Regions from separate parts of the Sus scrofa genome. Here region 1 is linked to region 2. The links are chromatin contacts, called in public Hi-C maps. All regions are on one chromosome and are shown on one strand. Each heading gives the region's core, a stretch centred on a gene start, on an enhancer-like site or on the middle of the called end of the contact. The rest is flanking DNA. Distances are from core to core; before and after follow the strand shown.

Region 1 (3,057 bases), core at 288-2,787, 130 kb after region 2:
CCGGTGGCTACAGCTCCGATTCAACCCCTAGCCTGGGAACCTCCATATGCCGCAGGAGCGGCCCAAGAAATAGCAACAACAACAACAACAAAAAGACAAAAGACAAAAAAAAAAAAAAAAAAGACTGGTTAAATAAATACTATACAGCTATCAAAAACCCTTAGCATATCTATATGTATTATCACAGAAAAATATCCATGCCATATCAAATTTTTAAAAAGTTACAGAAAGCAGGGAGTTCCTATTGCGGCTCAGCAGGTTAAGAATCTGACTAGTATCCATGACGATGAGGGTTCAATCCCTGGCCTTGCTCAGTGGGTTAAAGGATCCATGTTGCTGTGAGCTATGGTGTGGGTCGCAGATGCGGCTTGGATCTGGTGTTGCTGTGGTTGTGGTGTAGTCCAGGAGCTGCAGCTCTCATTTGACCCCTAGCCAGGGAACTTCCACATACTGTGGGTGTGACCCTAAAAAAAGACCCCCTCCCAAAAAAGATTACAGAATGCAAACATAGTATAATCTAACTGGCAGTTAAGACATTATCTATATGTATATACAAATATACAAAGTATTATTAATATGTGTATATGTATATGTGTGTGTATATAAATAAGTTTGTAAGGAAAACCAAACTTAACAGTGATGGTATTACCTGTAGGCCTGGGATGCTTTTATTCTTTAAGCATTTCCATTTTTTTGTGTGTGTGTGTGTTTGAAAGAATAATTACATACTACCTTTAAAGATCAGTAAATACAATAAAGATACTTCTTTTTTTTTTTTCTTTTGACTTTTTGCCTTTTCTAGGGCCGCTCCTGCAGCATATGGAGGTTCCCAGGCTAGGGGTCTAATCAGAGCTGTAGCTACTGGCCTATGCCAGAGCCATAGCAACGCCAGATCCAAGCTGCATCTGCGACCTACACCATAGCTCACGGTAATGCCATATCCTTAACCCACTGAGCGAGGCCAGGGATTGAACCCACAACTTCATGGTTCCTAGTCGGATTCATTAACCACTGAGCCACGAAGGGAACTCCAAGATACTTCTATTTTTAAGATATAACAAGACATGTTCCAAATGAACCACCCTATATTAGTCAACTAAAAATTATCAAATACTGAGTTCCCACCATGGCGCAGTGGATTAAGAATCCAACTGCAGTGGCTCAGGTTGCTGTGAAAGTACAGGTTCAATCCTCGGTCTGGGGCCTGGCACAATGGGTTAAAGGATCTGGTGTTGTTGTGGCATAGGTTGTAGGTGTGGTTTGGATTTAATCCCTGGCCTGGGAACTTCCATATGTCGTGGGTGTAGCCCTAAAATTAAAAAAAAAGATTCCTTAAAAATTATCAAATATTGAAACATGTATTATGCAACAATAAAATTATATGTCACAAAGTAACTGCATTAGCAAATAATTCCTCTCCAATAATGACCGTTAGTCAAATAAGAATGGATACAAATTTGCCCTGTTAATACAGAATGTCCCTTAGTCAAATACAACACAAAAATAAAGCTGCATTGATTTGCCACAGTGTAGACTAGCCTTTTACTTGCTGGACTTTGATCCTTGAATCAACATGTGTGTCTGAACTTTGGTCCTAAAACAATCTATTCTAGCACAAATTCTAACAAAAACAGCAAAAAGGGGAGTGGGGGGAGAAGAGAGTTTTACTTCTAATGATCCACACACAAAGATGATAAAGTCATAGAACTTTAAGGACAAGATTCCTGCTCAATGACGGCCAGCACTGGAACTGCCAGTGTCTAAAACTGAATATGCAAAAACAAAAAACATCTCCTACTCTTATTTTTAGGAAAAGTCATTGAGATAAAGAAAGCACAGAAAAACTAAATAGGCCTAATAAAGTTATCACTATGGTATTAACCTGTTAATGTCAGAGAACAAACCTACGAGGGCTTTGAAAGTGGGTAGCTAATTTCAAAAGGCCTTATACCTTTTCTCTTGCTTCCTCTTGAGAGTACTTCCCACATGCCAGCTTTCCTACACCAGTTTTCTGATACTAGACGATCCAGCTTTAGTAAAAATACAATCAATTCAGAATAACTTTATAAAATAGCGCTCTCTGAACGAGGACATGCTGAAAAAGTGACCCAATATTCTCAGGGAATCAAATCTACAAGATTAGACTATACGACTTTAAGGTCCCTTACTGCCCTATGAACCTATAACATCTAAATATGAATCTAAAATATCTAGTTCCTTTAGGGTTACAGTAACTATAAATAATTTCTTTGATAACTGCTACAACTGTCAGAGGTGGAAAGGGTATTGCTAATGAAATAATTAGAAGAATGGGCAACACAAAATGATGCTTGCATTTGCATCAGTGTCAAATCTACACAATAATTATTGGCAAGTGGGGATCAGAACTTAAGTCACTGACTCTCTGTGTTGAAAGAGGATCTCAGGAGTTCCTGTCGTGGCGCAGTGGTTAACGAATCCGACTAGGAACCATGAGGTTGCGGGTTCGGTCCCTGCCCTTGCTCAGTGGGTTAACGATCCGGCGTTGCCGTGAGCTGTGGTGTAGGTTGCAGACGCGGCTCGGATCCCACGTTGCTGTGGCTCTGGTGTAGGCTGGCAGCTACAGCTTCGATTTGACCCCTAGCCTGGGAACCTCCATATGCTGTGGGAGCGGCCCAAGAAATGGCAAGAAGACAAAAAAAAAAGAAAAAAAAAGAAAGGGGATCTTGGAGGTCCAGCCCTTATCCAATGAATGAAATGTCTTATTTAAGTAGAACACCTCCAAGACCTAAATAGACACTTCTCCAAAGAAGACATATGGATGGCCAACAGGCACATGAAAAAATGCTCAACATCACTAATTATTAGAGAAATGCAAATCAAAACTACATTGAGGTACCACCTCACACCTGTCAGAATGGCCATCAGTAGTAAGTCTACAAATGACAAATGCTGTGGTGTGGAGAAAAGGGAACCCTCTTACACTGTTGGTGGGAATGTAAATTAGTACAACCACTAGGGAAAACAGTATGGAGATACCTCAGAAAACCAAATATAGAACTACCAAATGATCCAGCA
Region 2 (3,124 bases), core at 222-2,721:
GGGGCAGTGTGGAGCAGCTTTTTACGACTTCCTCAGTCTCTCTCGTCAGACCTTGGCTGCCAGGAATTCTAGAGCTTATTTTGCTTAACATTTTTATTTTTTACTTATTTTTTTTTTAATTAAAAATGTTTTTGGTTGCCCCCGCGGCATATGGAAGTTCCTGGGACAGGGACTGAATCTGGGCTACAGCTGTGACCTATGCCACAGCTCCAGTATCGCTGGATCCCTTAACCTACTGCACTGGGCCAGGGATCGAACCCATGTCTCCGCAGTGACTGAACTGCTACAATTAGATTCTTAACCCATTGTGCCACAGCAGGAACTCCTGTTTGACTTTTTTTGTTTGTTTGTTTGTCATTATAGGGCTGCATCTGAGGCATATGGAGGTTCCCAGGCTAGAGGTCGAATCAGAGCCTACACCACAGCCACAGCAATACCAGAGCTGAGCCACGTCTGCGACCTACACCACAGCTCACTGCAACACCAGATCCTTAACCCACAGAGCGAGGCCAGGGATCGAACCTGTGTCCTCATGGATACTAGTCAGATTTGTTTCTGCTGAGCCACAACGAGAACACCTAACATTTTTATTTTTGAGAGAACGAGTTGATGGCTGTGCCTGGGGGGTACACAGCCCCTGAGCTGGGCTCTTGAGTGGGCCCAGCACTCTGCCCATTATAATACAGCTAGGAACCCAGCTCCTTATGCTCTGAGGGCCCTGATGTGTGAGCCCCTTTCATTATCCCCTGGAGCCCTTCCTGGGAGTCTTCCCATTGGCCTCTGACTGGTGAGCACAGCACAGAGGGAATAGACCCTGAGTGCATCGTTCAGGGCCTCCTGTCTTCCTAGTGTCTCAGCAGGGCCACAGCTTTGGTGACTCAGCCCTCACCACACACCCCCCAACCCCAACATATGCCATCTCTCCTTTTGGGACTCGTATCCCTGTGCTCCTGTTTCCCGGGAAAGGAAGGACCCTGTGCTCAGAACGTGTCCTCATCATATCCTCACAACATCAGTGATCCTTCTCTCAGAATTTCCTTCTCTTGTGTATCATCTCCTCTAGCCCTGCTTTTTCATTTCCCCTCTCTCTTTTTTTGGTGTAGGGAGGGTGGTTGGAGAGAACACTAAGATAGTGATGGCTCGTTCCCTCCCCTTCTGGCTGTCCACACACTTCACAGCCCATTCCAAGGACTTTGCCTTAGACAGCAGAGTATCTGGAAGACACACAAAAGCTCAAAATTTCATTTTCATTCATTCACCAATGACTTAATTATTAAAAATGTTTTAAAGCATCCACTATGCATCAGGTTCTGAAACAAGTAACAGAGTTGTACATTTATCAATCCCTTGCTCTGTGCTAAAGGCCTGAGAGTCATTATCTTTACACGGACCCATGAGGGAGGTGGTGTTATTGTACAGATGAGGAAACAGATCTAGAGAAATGATGTCACTCGCCCCAGGGAGCACAGCCAGTAAGCTACGGAACCAATCATCCAACCTTGGAGGCTGCTGTCCACGTGCCAGGCATTTCCTGCCAATGTTCATGGCGGGGCTTGTGGTGGCCCGTGCCCAGATTTTCCTGAGTCAGCACCTGCACAGGCAGCGAGAGTGCATGGCCCCCAGGCCACGGGGAGGAGCAGGAAAAGCAGAACCCTCAGCCCTGGGTTCCTGGCCACTTACGTGTGTCATATCTTGGTGGCTCCTGAGGAGGAATTCCAGAATGTTCCCTCAAGTTCAATTCTGCTACTGTGTGTCTTTACTCAAAGCTGTACCTTTGGGAAGAGTCCATCCAAGGTCCCTGGGATGGGAGTTTGGAACCTGGGTCTGCTCCAAGGGGCCTAACCAGCCAGGCGAGCTGGGCCCTCTCCCTTTGTCCTGCTGAGCCCTTCTGCTGCCTCATCTGTGGAGTGGGAGACTACGTGGTCTGCCCTGGGTAGCTGCCCTCAGGAGGAGATGAGAGCATGAGCATCAAAGGGCCTTTTAATTCAGAGGTCTTTCCTCGTATACATCCATGCATCCTTATTACTGTCATGGTCTGGGCCGGTGTGCCTGGACCGAGTTCTCCTGGAGGCCCAGAGCAGAAGTTCCTTCAGGAAGTCACAGGTCAGGAGAATGTTTTTCTGTTATAAGTCTCAGTAAGTCACATAGGGTTTTTATGTAGGTCAACCTTTTTACATAGAGTTGTTCCTTTTCTTTTTTGGCCACAGTGTGCAGCATCTTGATGTGCGATCTCAGTTCCCAGAACAGGGATTGAACCCTAGGCCGCAAAGGTGGAAGTGCCAAGTCCTCACCACTAGACCAACAGGGAACTCCCCAGGGTTGTTCTTTGTTTAAGTACTCTGTCCTACAAGAAAAAAAAAAAATGTTTAACAAAAATGTCAGCAGAATGGGGGTTCCCATTGTGGCTCAGCAGTAGTGAACCCAACTAGCATCCATGAGGACAGAGGTTTGATTCCTTCCCTTGCTTAGTGGGTTAAGGATCTAGGTGTTGCTATGGCTGTGGTGTAGGCTGGTGGCTATAGCTCCAACTTGACCCCCAGCCTGGAAACTTCCAGGCTGCAGGTCGGCCCTAAAAAGCCAAAAAAAAAAAAAAAAAAAAGTCAGCAGAACAAAATCTAACAATTGAAAGTGGTTGTATTTAGCCTTGTGGAAAATCAATGTGGTCTATATTGTTCTGGTTTCACTTTAGACCAGTGGAAAGTGAAGGAAGGGCTTCTGGGAGCCATTGCTGGAGAGCAGGTGTGGTTGGGTGTGTCCCCCACCTACAGTTGGTCACCTGGCAGTTAAGAGGTGTGCTAAATACATCATGTGGCAACCAAGTGCATAGGGGGAACTAAAAGAACACAGAAATAATGTTCCAGGAAATTTTAAAATGTGTATTACAAAATCGTGGGCATACCCTGACCCTCAGTTTGTAAAGTATCTATATGCCTACGGACAGCCTCGGACGTACAGAAAAAACACTGGAAGTCTATATAGCAAAGCTTCATGGGGTTATCTCTGCATGGAAGAATGATGGCCACATTTATTTTCTCTGAGGTATTTCTTGTATTTTCCAAATCTTCCTGTTTTACATTCAGAAACATAGAACGAATAAAGAAAAAAAAAAAAACAGTGATGCAAG

Evidence for each region. A called contact is a pair of places that touch in the nucleus more often than the background predicts.
Region 1: a contact with region 2 is called in a Hi-C map of liver, with 4 times the contacts expected there. The contact joins two enhancer-like sites. A contact is called at or near these places in 1 of 5 promoter capture datasets (liver) and 9 of 47 Hi-C or Micro-C datasets (embryonic fibroblasts, fetal liver, fetal skeletal muscle and 2 more).

Annotation. Positions count from the first base shown.
Region 1 is chr14:105,129,729-105,132,785 of Sscrofa11.1, forward strand. The region is part of intron 13 of FRA10AC1 (fragile site, folic acid type, rare, fra(10)(q23.3) or fra(10)(q24.2) candidate 1); the gene reads right to left. Among named protein-coding and RNA genes, the nearest start is that of FRA10AC1, 39 kb to the right of the region's middle. Within about 2 kb of position 1,538, at least 4 of the 83 cell types and tissues checked have an H3K27ac peak or open chromatin away from gene starts, as enhancers often do. A contact at or near this core is called in liver, where this site is marked.
Region 2 is chr14:105,000,785-105,003,908 of Sscrofa11.1, forward strand. No RefSeq gene overlaps it. Among named protein-coding and RNA genes, the nearest start is that of PDE6C, 9.6 kb to the right of the region's middle. Within about 2 kb of position 1,472, at least 3 of the 83 cell types and tissues checked have an H3K27ac peak or open chromatin away from gene starts, as enhancers often do. A contact at or near this core is called in liver, where this site is marked.